Linked DNA regions of Sus scrofa: region 1 is linked to region 2. A link is a contact called in public Hi-C data. All regions are on one chromosome and are shown on one strand. Each heading gives the region's core, a stretch centred on a gene start, on an enhancer-like site or on the middle of the called end of the contact. The rest is flanking DNA. Distances are from core to core; before and after follow the strand shown.

Region 1 (6,707 bases), core at 2,556-5,055, 48 kb after region 2:
GCCTTCTAGCCCAGCGCCACCACTCGTCACTTAGGTGATGTTGGACAAGTCACCTCACCTTCAAAGCCCCTATTTCCTTACTGAGAGATGGGTTACGGTGAGAATTAAATGGAGGAGTCACCATTGTAGCTCAGCGGAAGTGAATCTGACTAGCGTCCATGAGGATGCAGGTTCAATCCCTGGCCTCATTCAGTGGGTTAAGGATCTGGCATTGCCGTGAACGCTGGTATAGGTCTCAGACAGGGCTCGGACCCCTCTCGCTGTGGCTATGGCATAGGCCGGCAGCTGTAGCTCTGATTCGACCCCTAGCCTGGGAACCTCCACATGCCGTGGGTGCAGTCCTAAAAGATTAAAAAAAGAAGAAGAATTAAATGGGCTGGTACATGTTCAGTATTCAGGCAGCACTTGAAACCCTCAGCCTGATGCCCGGGCTCAAGTTCCTTCCCGGACCCCAGGCCTCTCCCCAGCCACATCTAAGGTCCCTAAACTATGCAGCAGGACCTGTCCCAGGCCCCTCCCTTTTGCCTGCTTTTTCCAGAGAGACCCAGTTCCCTGGATGTTGGAAGGTACGGGACCCCAGAGGTCATTGACCCTGGGACAGCTTGCCTGGCCTGCCCACCTCCAATGCTCCCGGCCAGCAACATGTCAGAATTGTCCCCCAGGCCCCAGAGGTCAGCCCAGTTGGCTGGCTGAAAGGCTTGACTGTGCCCTGGGTATGTTTCTCCGACAGTCGGAGGGGGCCTGGGTGCTCCTTGACTGTCACCCTGCAGATGGCCCCAGGGACCTGAAAGCAAGCAGCCTTGGGTTTGTGTGACTCTCAGGGAGCAGGGAGAGAATGGGCAGGGAGCCTTCTGAGGCCACGTGGGAATAACTCCTTTCCTCCACACAGAAAAATCCACGGGCAGTGCGGCAGGCGAGGAGGTACGGGGCCTGGAGTATCTGCACATGGACATCGCTGTGAACTTCAGCCAGGGGGGCCTGCTGAGCCCCCACCTCCGCAACGTGTGTGCCGAAGCCGCCGATGCCATCTACACTCGCCAGGAGGATGTCCAGTTCTGGCTGGAGCAAGGTCGGCTGGGGACTGCGCACTGCTGTATCGTCTCAAATACGATGGGGACCCATGAGGAGATATGGGAGTTCGAGGGAGGGACCTCTAAACCCAGCTGGGACGGATCAGGGAAGGCTTCCTAGAGGAAGTGGCACCTGTGCGGCTCTTTGGTGAGAAGAGTCAGCCAGATGAAAGGGACCAGTTTCAGGTACGGAAACCCAGAACCGTGACTCTGCCAGGCCCCGTGGAGCAGATTCCCAGACAACTCTCAGCACATGTCTGCCTTAGTGAGAACACAGATGGGACCTTCTGTCGTAGGACATGGGCCCAGGAACCGGGATCCAGATGGGGCCCACAGATGCCCATTCCCACCCGCGACCTCTGCTGCCACCTCTCAGAAACCTGCTCCTCCTTCCCTTCACACATCTTTGGTGCCAGCGCCTCTGTGCCAGATCCTTGAGAACAACTCCCATCTTTGCATGGTCCCCATCTTTCCGGCCTAACAGACCTCACTGTTGGCCCATCTCCTGTCACCTTTCCCAGGACTGTCCTCAGGTCTTCTCTGGAGAGGGGACAGGGAACCAAGCATTTCCCTTCTGTGTTTTGGCAGCACCTCGAACAGTGCTGTATACCCTGAGGTGATGCACATATTGACTCTAAGGGCTAAGTTTTGTACATCTCATCTTTAACGCATCAGAGTTTCCCTTTCCAAGAACAAAAATGCTATTTCAAAGAAAAACAAAAATAGTTCCCGTTGTGGCTCAGCAGTTAACGAACACAACTAGCATCCATGAGGACATGGGCTCAGATCCTCAGCCTCGCTCAGTGGGTTGAGGATCTGGCCTTGCTGTGAGCTGTGGTTAGGTCGCAGACATGGCTCAGATCCCGTGTGGCTGTGGCGTAGGCTGGCGGCCACACTCCAATTGGACCCCTAGCCTGGGAACCTCCGTATGCCATGGGTGCGGCCTTAGAAAAAGACAAAAAGACAAAGAGTCAAAAAAAGAAAAAAAGAAAGAAAGAAAAACAAAAATAAAAGTTCCAAGAAAAAGAGCTGTCACCATTCTGACTCCAGGCCCCTGGTCCTTCTGCCCAGCTGGCTGGGCTCAAGAGAAATGCCTGCCCCTCTCCTGGCAGCTCTGGATTTGGAAATCCTAGTAGAGCTGTGGTCATGCCCTCCTCACACACCCCTCCCCAGTGGGCTGTACCCCAAAGTGCAGGCCAAATACTGTCCTCTAGAGGCTGGTCCCTCCCATGGCCACTAAGCTGAGCCTGAAGCCGTTTAACTGCTCTGTCCACCAGCATGCCTCATTCGCACACTCCATGCACCCTGTGCCCTGGCCACCTTGACCTCCCCAGCTGGCCCTCTTCAGATACCAACTCCTTTTTTTTTTTTTTTTTTTCTTTTTTTGGCCTCTCTGAGGCATGTGGAGTTTCTGGGCTAAGGATCAGATCTGAGCCGCAGTTGCAGCAACACCAGATCCTTTAACCCACTGTGCCAGGCCAAGGATCAAGCCTGCATCCCAGCGCTGCAGAGATAGCACCAATCCCAGTGTGTCACAGCGGGAACTCTGATACACCGCCTTTGAGAAGCTTCCCTTGATTTCTTACTTCCCACGCCTCTATGTGATGTGTTTAGGGCAGTAGCGTGGACATCGAAGGCCTTGAAGTCAGACAGACCTTGGGTCCAGTCCTGTCTCCCCAACTTACTGGGTGACCTCAGCCAGATCTAAGGAACCTAAAACTGCTCTGGGCCAGTTTTCTCGTCTGTCAACCAGGGATGCTAACCCTTAGCTCAGGGGATGCTGGGATGCCTGGAGGGGCCATGCAAGAAGCCCCCTCCCAACAGCCCTCTCTGACCTCTGCCTTCTCCCGCAGGTGTGGACAGCTCCGTGTTTGAAGCTCTGCCCCAGGCCTCAGAGCAGGTGTCGCTGCCTCGCTGTGGACAGGTTGGGGACCGTGGGAAGCCCTGCCTCTGCCACTATGGCCTGAGCCTGGCCTGGTACCCCTGCATGCTCAAGTACTGCCACAGCCGTGACCGCCCAGCACCCTACAAGTGTGGCATCCGCAGCTGTCAGAAGAGCTACAGCTTCAGCTTCTCCGTGCCCCAGAGGCAGTTGTGCCTCTGGGATGAGGACCCCTAGCTGGGCTGGGGAGAGGGGTGGTCCCTGAGGCCACTGCTCTGGGCCCACCGCTCCTCCCCCAGCCGGAGGGGATGGCCAGCCACGACCGCGGCCTCATTGCTCGTTCTTCCTTTCCCCTAATCCCTGAGCCTCTGGCCACCTCACCCGTGACTGTGAAAAGGGATGTGGCACAGCAGGGGTTAACTCATGAAGGCAGCCCCCACTCCCACCCTGTGCCTTGCTTGGGGACAGAAAGAGAAGGGCCGTCTTCAAGCTTGCCCCCTTCCCCCCTTAAGCTCCCGTGAAGTGTTCTCTTTCAAGCAACCAAAATGTGATGGCTTGTGACTCTCCTATTTAATTTAATTCTTGGAAGGTTTAGACCCTGAAAGGTGTCTATGCCTGTTCCACCCACCTCCCCCCATACAAAGCCCTTCCCCATCCTCCGGAAGGAGGGGGCCCATTCTGCACCTTCCCACTCATCGCCCCAGAGAGGGGGCTGGCAGGGACGATGCCACAGCCCCTACGCCGGATCTCACTGCGTTCTTCTCACTCATGGCCTCTGGGGCTGCCCAGGGCCCAGCCGGGGGCCGCCTGCCCTGAGACAGACCACATGTGCCTTTCCACAGACTTGGACTTCGCCGAGGGCGAAGGTGCCTGTTTCCCCTCTAAACAAATATTTTTGTAAGGTTCTGGGACAGAGAGTGAGCATGAAGTATGAGGAAAACTTGAATTCCAGATTTTTAATGCAAAGTATTTATCATTTGTACCAGAAATAAAAGTTTAAATTTTTATTTGACTGAGCGCTCTGGACTCAAGAGTTCTGAGCGAACTTTTGACCAATGCTGCCACCTGGTGTCAGGAGACGTGTCCCTGTATTTGGTTGATGACCAATCTTGTGACAACTTCTAAAGCACCTATTACATGCTCAGCCGCTGTGTGATGGCGAGAGGATGTAGATGGGGGCGGGTATTACCAGCAAAGGATGCGACAAAACTTGTGCATTTAAGAAGACGAGGCGTTCCCATCGTGGCGCAGTGGTTAACGAATTCGACTAGGAACCATGAGGTTGTGGGTTCGATCCCTGGCCTTGCTCAATGGATTACAGATCTGGTATTGCCGTGAGCTGCGGTGTAGGTCGCAGACACGACTCGGATCCCACTTTGCTGTGGCTGTGGCGTAGGCCAGTGAGTACAGCTCTGATTAGGCCCTAACCTGGGAACCTCCATATGCCGAGGGTGCGGCCCTAGAAAAGACAAAAAGACCAAAAAAAAAAAAAAAAAAAAAAGCAAGATGAGACGTACATAGATGGGCAAGCCAGACAGTAATCACATGGCACAGACTGAGGCAAGAGATAAGGTAAAAACTCCAGAACCAGATTTCCAGGGGTCAAAGCCCGGCCATGATTTTTTTTTTTTTTTTAATGGTATAGTTGATTTACTGTGTTGTGTTAGTTTCTGGTGTACAGCAAAGTGATTCAGTTTTACATATATATGTAACAGTTTGCATTTGTTAATCCCAGACTCCCAATCCTTCCCTCCTCTCCCCCTTGGCAACCACAAGTTTGTTCTTTATACCTGAGTCTGTTTCTATTTTGTAGATAGGTTTATTGTGTCATATTTTATATTCTATATATAAGTGATATCATATGGTGTTTCTGACTGACTTAGTGTGATAATCCCTAGACCCATCCATGTTGCTGCAAATGGCATTTCATTCTTTTTTAAGGGCTTAGTAGTAGTCCATTGTGTGTGTGTGTATATGCCACATCTTTTTGATCCATTCATCTGTCATTGAACATTTAGGTTGTTTCCAAGTCTTTGCTGTTGTAAATAGTGCTGCCAGGAACATAGGGGTGCATCCATCTTTTCAAATTATAGTTTTATCTAGGTATATGCCCAGAAGTGAGATTGCTGGCTCATATGGCAATTCTATTTTTAGGTTTTTGAGAAATCTCCATACTGTTTTCCATAGTGGCTGCATCAATTTACATTCTCACCAACAGTGTAGGAGGGTTCCCTTTTCTCCACAGCCTCTTCAGCATTTGTTTGTAGACTTTTTTTTTTTTCCTGTCTTTTTCCCATTTCTTGGGCCTCTCCCTCGGCATATGGAGGTTCCCAGGCTAGGGGTCTAATCGGACCTGTAGCCGCCAGCCTACGCCACAGCCACAGCAACGTGGGATCCAAGCCTCTTCTGCGACCTACACCACAGCTCACGGCAACGCCAGATCCTTAACCCACTGAGCAAGGGCAGGGATCAAACCTGCAACCTCATGGTTCCTAGTCGGGTTTGTTAACCACTGAGCCACGATGGGAACTCCTGTAGACTTTTTAATGATGGCCATTCTGACCTCTGTGAGGTGGTGCTTCATCATAGTACTTTGCACCGTAGTTTTTATTTGCATTCCTCTAATTAGTGATGTTGCATCTTTTCATGCACCTGTTGCTGGCTATGATTCTTACTTGCTGCGCAGTCTCGAGTTTCTTTACCTCTCTGTACTTCAGCTCTCTCAGCTATAAAACGGGCTTAACTGTGAGACTTAAGTGAGTTCATACATGTCAAGTGCCCAGCAGATGGGAAGTGCTCACTGTGTTAGCTGCTTTCTTTTCTTTTCTTTTCTTTTCTTTTTTTTTTTTTTTTTTTTTTTTTTTTGCTTTTTAGGGCTGAACCTGTGGCGTGTGGAAGTCCCCAGGCCAGGAGCTACAGCTGCCGGCCTACGCCACAGTAACACCAGATCCAAGCCAAATCCGAAACCTACACCACAGCTCATGCAAATGCCGGATCCTTAACCCACTGAGCAAGGCCCGTGGTGGAACCGGCATCCTCATGGATGCTAGTTGGGTTGGTTTCCACTGAGCCACTGTGGGAACTCCCTTAGCTGCTATTAAATACTGTCACTGTCAGTGAAAAGCAGACATTTCCTCATCTATAAACAACAGGCAACCAAATCAGGCGTCTTGAAGGCCTTGTCAGTTTAAGGGTATCTCCCAGTGTAAAGAGGCTATAATATGAAATGCTGGACCAGGCACTGGAAGACTTCCAGAGAGGGCTTTGCAGGCTGAATTGACTGGGGCAGGTTTCCTGGACAAGGTGGGACAAGGGTTGAGGGTGAAGGCTGGTAAGAATTTGGGAAGGTGGAGGGGACGTGAGCACAGGGCAGAGGATGTTTCAGGGGTTGGGCAAGTCCCAGGACTCCCAACTCCTAGGCCTTGGAGAGAGGGGCTTACAGGGCAGCCCCCCGTGCTCTGCTTCCCAGCAGCCCCAGAACGAGCTGCTGCTGCCCCTTGAACTGTGCAGGCCAGAGGGTTATGGTGGGATCTGGGCTTGCTTGGCCAGGATCAAGTTGCGGGTCAAGGTGGAGACATCCTTTTCCGGTGGCCCTGCCTGTTGTCAAGGACCAGCTTCAGTCGTGCTGGGGGGCAACACCTCCTTTGGGGAGACGTTCCTCCCTAAGCCTTTTCCTCCTTCCCCTTCTGCCCAGCCCCTGCTCTGGGTGGGAAGGGGATTACTTAAGAAAGCATCTCCCACCCTCTGACCCCATG
Region 2 (6,052 bases), core at 2,820-5,319:
CGCAGACACAGCTCGGATCCCGCGTTGCTGTGGCTCTGGCGTAGGGCAGTGGCTACAGCTCTGATTTGACCCCTAGCCTGGGAACCTCCATATGCTGCGGGAGCGGCCCTAGAAAAGGCAAAAAGACAAAAAGGAAAAAAAAAAAGTTATTCCTTGCTAACCTGTGAACAGCCATCGGGGAATTGAGTCTCCACTGAATGGGAGGGGTGTCATCATCACCACTGCAGGCCCCTGGATCCCTCTTCTGCCAGTGACGATGGTGACTCCCTCAGGTAACCCCTCAGGAGTCTGTGCTCCTCCAGTCCCATCTCAATGCAATCCCCTGCAAGAAATAGGGGAAAGAGTGCTGTCCTTTCCTAAATACATCTTTTTCCCAGGTCAAATACAGAGGACCGAAACGGAGATATGCAAATCTTATTTGTTCCTCTCCCTCGGGTAGCTCTTTAAGAGCAATCCAGCATTGGTGGAAAGTGGACTTGACCGCTAGGCATCAACAAAGAGAAAGTTCAACAGCTGCTGGCCTAGGGACAGGGTTCTGCCCCCTTCCCCTCCAGACCTCTTTGTCTCTTCAATTTCCCACCTTTTCTTCAAGTCCCTTCTTTCAAGTTCCCTAAATCAGACTCCCTACTCTTTACCTCCCCACAGAAAGTTCTCTAGTTATGGCCTTGAATTTACCCAGATGCTCATGAAGACTCTGCTCCTGGCAGCAGTGGGTAGTTCAGGAGAGCAATGATGGGCTCTGGGACTCCAAATTCCCACCAAAGAAGGATGGCCGGGGTCCTCGTTGGCCAAGAAGCAAGCATGTCTGCAGGCATGGGGAGCACTCATTTTTTCCCCCAGAACCAACACAGCCTGGTGTCGTCCTGGGAAAGCCTAGTTCTCCTCTGTGCTTGACTTTGACCCTGCCCCTTATAAAACAAGAACCCCAGCATGAATTCATCTAAGAAAGCATGCTCATTCCCGAGCATGGCTCACAAGAGAAGAGTCACCACATCCGTTGATAAGTGCACTCTCAGCATCTGGAATGACTCTAATTAGATTTGTCTTTAATTCCCAATATCCCCCTGATGAAATATCCCCCAGATAGTTCATTCTGCCATAATAAGGCTTATGTCAAGACTCATCCATCTAGCACTAGTAGCGAGTCTGAGTAGTATCTATGAGGATGAAGATTCCATCCCTGGCCTCGCTCAGTGGGTTAAGGATCTGGCGTTGCCATGAGCTGTGGTGTAGGTCGCAGATGTAGCTCGGATCCCGCATTGCTGTGGCTGTGGTGCAGGCTGCCAGCTGCAGCTCCAATTCAACCCCTAGCCTAGGAACTTCCATGTGGGTGTGGCCCTAAAAAGAAAAAAAAAAAAAAAAGAATTGTCCTTCCAACTAGATCTTATCTTTGACAGGGGTGTGGAGAGGATGCTGTTCTCCTGCTGTCACTGTCAGAATGCTAGGGGGAAGCAAGTCCAAACACCCCTGATTCCCCCGGTTGATGTTCGTGGAAGACTGGACCCTTTCCAGTGTACCAAGCACGTACATGCGCAGCACGTCTTCAATCCAGCTCATGGGAGCCTGACAGGACCCCCCTCATACAGGGAAGGAAACTGAAGTGCTGGTGCTCGAGGTCATACAGTCTGTAAAAGGCCAAGTCAAACCTAGACACACAGGTCCCTTGACCTTCCTGCTTCCTCCACATTACCTTTTTAAAAACATTTCATATTTCCACCTAGAATCCAAGATGGGTACCAAGACGGCTGCTGTGCTGGGGAAGAGTTACAAAACCTCTTCCTGAGACAGGGCTGGATGCTAGGTGTCCCGAAGAGGCAGAGAGACCAGTGCCAGCCTTTCCGATCCTCGGAGGCCTGGGGTGGGAGGGGACATGTCATACACAAAGACAACCCATTACGTTACATCATCCAGAGCGGGGAGAGAAGAGACAGACGGGGCGGGGGGGGGGGAAGGAAGGGGGGTGCGAGAAGAGAGGCCAGTAAACAATTTTCTGAGGACTTCTGGGAAAGCACACACACACACACACACACACACACACACACACACACATCTGGATGAGGGTGTAATGGAAGGAGCACAGCTTGGGAGGGAGGTGGACCCGGGCGGTCTCCCAGCTTGAACGTGACTGGCTGTGCGTCTGTGAGTAAACCACCAGGTCTAAGTCTCTGGTTTTTTTTTCATCTGCATCCAAAGACTGCAATAATCTCCAGAAAAACATTGAGTCCAGGGCTAAAGGAGAGGGCGATAGTGGACTCAGAGCAGAGGGGGTCCGGAGGCCAGAATGGAAAGGCATTTGAGAGCCTCGGATAAGGATTGAAGACGTCAGATTGAAGAAAGTTATTCTCCAGAATTCACAAACCCCCAAAGAAAGTTCAAATTCTTTTCTCCTTACGATTTTGATACCAAGCCCAGCTCCCCGCCCGGTTCAGAGTCCTTTCCATCCATCGCCACCCTCATGGGTCCTCCAGACTTGGTGAGGAGAGTCTTCCAGCTGCCTGTCTTCAGCCAGGCTTCCTCCTCCCCCACTCCCAGCTCCTGGGCCAGAAGCAAAGCCAGCCCACCACGGAGGCTCAACCCGGCCCCAGCTGGGCCTCTCTGAGGCACACTTCAGAGGCAGAAGCCTAGAGGAAGAGGGCTCCCAAGTAGGGAAGCTGATGGCAGGGCTTGGAAGGGTCCACCTGGAGTGGAAATTTGAAAAAGGTCCAGGTGTTTTGCTAGGGCTGTGGTGCAGGCTGGCAGCTGCAACTCCAATTCCACCCCTAGCCTGGGAACTGCCATATGTCACACACACATGCAGCCCTAAAAAGCAATAATAATTTTTATTATTTTTTTTTAAATTAAAAAAATAAAGGGGAGCTCCTGTTGTGGCTCAGCAGTAACAAAACCAGCTAGTGTCCATGAGGATTCGGGTTTGATCCCTGGCCTTGTTCAGCAGGTTAAGGATCCGGTGTTGCGGTGAGCTGTGGTATAGGTCTCAGACGCGGCTCAGATCCTGCACTGCTGTAGCTGTAGCGCAGCCAGCAGCTGCAGCTCTGATTCAGCCCCCGGTCTGAGAACTTCCATGTGCCTCACATGCAGCCCTAAAAAGCAACAAACAAACAAAAAACCCAGAAAAAAAGAAAAAGACAAAGGTCCAGGGTCCAGACGGGGAAAGTGCCAGGCCCACTGCAGTCACTCTGCTGGCCTGCACCAAGGCCAAGGGCAAGACCAAGAGTCAGATATGGAGGTTATTGAGCAGATATTCATGGCTGAGTCCAGGGCCATGTTCAAGGACAAGGGGAGATGGAGGTGGTGGCTGAGGCCAGGAAGGCAAAAAGTAGCAGAGAAGCTTGGCATCAATGCTTTGGAGGGTCTGCAGCCACAGGCATCCTGGGTCATCAACCCAGTGGCCTAAGTCAGCAACCCAAGCTGGAGGCACAATCGGGATGGAACAGAAACAAGTGGGGGCAGTGGGCTGGGTAGGTGGGAAACCAAGGCCTTGGAGCAGCTCGGGGTTAGTGGGCCCAGCACTGTTACACTGTTCCCAGGGGATGGTGCCCAAGGCAGCTTTGATCCTGGAGCTGGAGCATCAGACCAGGGGCGGGCAATCTTCTTCCAGGGAGCTGGCCCCCCTCTTCTTCCTCATTCAAATGGAACTTCCCCAACCCCACCCTTCTTCCTTGGGCAACATCTGGATTTTCCTCTGCCCCCAACTTCCCCACGACACCCCACCCTCACACTCCCTCTCGATCCCAGCCCGCTGAGATCAACTGCTCAGCCTTTCCCCACCCTAAGTCAGCAAGCAGGCAAGCTGCCTCATCCAAGCCTAGAAAGGCAGAGGGAGGAGTTAGCAGATCCTGGGTCCCCGGGTACCACCAAGAGTCAAGGCCTCATTCAGAGGAAAGTTGCCTCCTCCAGGCTTGGGCTCCAGCTTTCTCCTGTTAATAGAGATCATGACCCAACTGCCAGGACTGCTACAGCTTGAAAGGGGCTTTGAGATGCTGGGATGAAAGGCACTGGGTTGAGTACAAAGCACAGTGCAAGTTGTCCTGGGAGTGGGAGGCCTGGCCCTGGGCCTTCCCCAGCCCCCGTGCTGAGTCACTTCCTCCATCCTGGCTGGATTTTGCCTCTGTAATCCAGAGACACCAAACTCCCCTTTCAGGACAGCTTGGAGTTGAGGGGTGGGGTGTTCCCAGAGAGTGTGTGCAGGACACAGGCCAGGCGTGAGCCTCAGCTCATTGGGAGGGGAGGGCAGGCACCCCGGTTGTGATGCTGGTGGGGATGCTTCCATGTGTCTACAGCTCCATGACGTGCTGTCACCACGTTGGGAGAATGAGGCGGCTCAGTGATGAGCGTCGTCGTTTGTTACACCTGAAGAAAGAGGAACAAAGAACCAGGAGCTTTCCCAAGGTCTCACGGCACATCTGAGGAGAGAGCAGATCTGAAGCCTTCTGGCTCCCAGCGTCCTGCCCCCAGAGGCCAGCCAGACCCCGGTTACTCATTCCTTTGAATGCGAGCCTCTCCTAGGACCTTCCCTGCCCTGTGCTTTGTATTAGCAGGGCTGTGATAGGAACATTGGCCCGAGCGCAGCCTTGAGGGATTTTTTCAACTGCTCAACTAGTACATCTTCTGAAACTGGAAAGATCACTGGATATTTCAGGTTTAAGAAAAAGAAGCGGAAGTTCCCTTCGTGGCACAGTGGAAATGAATCCAACTAGGAACCATGAAGTTGTGGGTTTGATCCTTGGCCTCGATTGGTGGGTTAAGGATCTGGTGTTGTCATGAGCTGTGGTACAGGTCGCAGATGCGGCTCGGATCTGGTGCTGTTGTGGCTGTGGTGTAGGCCGGAGGCTACAGCTCCAATAAGACCCCTGGCCTGGGAATCTCCATATGCCATGGGTGCGGCCTAAAAGGACAAAAAGACAAAAAATAAAATTAAAATTAAAATTAAAAAGAACCGGAGTTTGAGCAAGAGAGTGAGGTCTTCTGGAAGGTCCAAGTGGAGAGGTGAGGGCTGCCACGGGAAGGGCTCCCGGTCCGGGCTGGCCTCTGCCAGTGGACTGGAAATACCACGTCCTCCCGCTGGCCCTCAGCTGGCCTCTGTGAGATGGTGCACCCCAAACCCAAACTTCTTCCCCTGACGAACCTCAGCTTCCCCCTCCCAGGGGGCTCGGGCTCCCATTCAGCATTCCGACAGCTAGACGACGGTGAGCCCGGCCCGGGCCTGGTTTAGTCCTGGTGTGTCCCAGACAAATAAAACATGATCCCTGCCCTCAGAGTCACCCAGACTGAGAGGGAGGTGAGCTGAGATGGAGGGAAGTCCAGACAACGCACTGTGGGTGCCCAGGGGTGGGAGGGGAGTTGGTCAGTTCCAAGCACAGAGGCTGCTCGCCTGTACTTGGGAATCGAGCCCTCCCCCCGTCCACTGGTGAGGCATCTCCCCCCAGTTCAAGGCCCATTCCTTGAACTAGCCAGACCTGGCCAAGCTCAGATCAAGCAGGTGCTTCCCCCAGGAGCTTTCTCCTGCCTGGAAACCTGAAAAGTAGGGGTGATAATAGCACCAGTAGCCAGTGGGTTGTGAAAGCAGGCACTTCAGGAGTACTGGCTGCTTTTTTTTTTTTTTTTTTTGTCTTTTTGCTCTTATCTTTGGGCCACTCCCATGGCATATGGAGGTTCCCAGGCTAGGGGTTGAATCGGAGCTGTAGCCACCGGCCTACACCAGAGCCACAGCAACGCGGGATCCGAGCCGCGTCTGCAACCTACACCACAGCTCACGGCAACACCGGATCGTTAACCCACTGAGCAAAGGCAGGGATCGAACCCGCAACCTCATGGTTCCTAGTCGGATTCGCTAACCACTGCGCCACGAAGGGAACTCGCTGCTTTCAAATGCACGCTTATGACCAAGCGAAGGAGAGCATCCTGAGAACTGTGGGAACTCCTCAGAAGCAAGGACGGGTAAACCCCATAAACACAAGGTGAGAACGAACACGTAGGCTTTCGGGGGAGGTTTCAGTGCCCTGGGTTGGGTTGTCTGAGGTGGTTTGGAGGGAGCCTGGCCGGAGGCAGAGGG

The links. Hi-C and Micro-C count contacts between places; a contact is called where the count stands out from the background.
Region 1: a Hi-C map of skeletal muscle shows a contact between it and region 2, with 7 times the contacts expected there. The contact joins two enhancer-like sites. A contact is called at or near these places in 2 of 5 promoter capture datasets (fetal skeletal muscle and liver), 36 of 47 Hi-C or Micro-C datasets (adipocytes, adipose tissue, alveolar macrophages and 17 more) and 1 of 2 datasets of contacts at active chromatin or transcription factors (skeletal muscle).

The regions. Positions count from the first base shown.
Region 1 is chr9:47,359,801-47,366,507 of Sscrofa11.1, forward strand. OAF (out at first protein homolog) reads left to right here. Exons shown (of 5, transcript XM_003129954.5): 3 at 890-911; 4 at 914-1,069; 5 at 2,924-3,968. The coding sequence ends at 3,189. Among named protein-coding and RNA genes, the nearest start is that of POU2F3, 14 kb to the right of the region's middle. Within about 2 kb of position 3,806, at least 4 of the 83 cell types and tissues checked have an H3K27ac peak or open chromatin away from gene starts, as enhancers often do. A contact at or near this core is called in omental adipose tissue and skeletal muscle, where this site is marked.
Region 2 is chr9:47,311,507-47,317,558 of Sscrofa11.1, forward strand. No RefSeq gene overlaps it. Among named protein-coding and RNA genes, the nearest start is that of OAF, 30 kb to the right of the region's middle. Within about 2 kb of position 4,070, at least 33 of the 83 cell types and tissues checked have an H3K27ac peak or open chromatin away from gene starts, as enhancers often do. A contact at or near this core is called in omental adipose tissue and skeletal muscle, where this site is marked.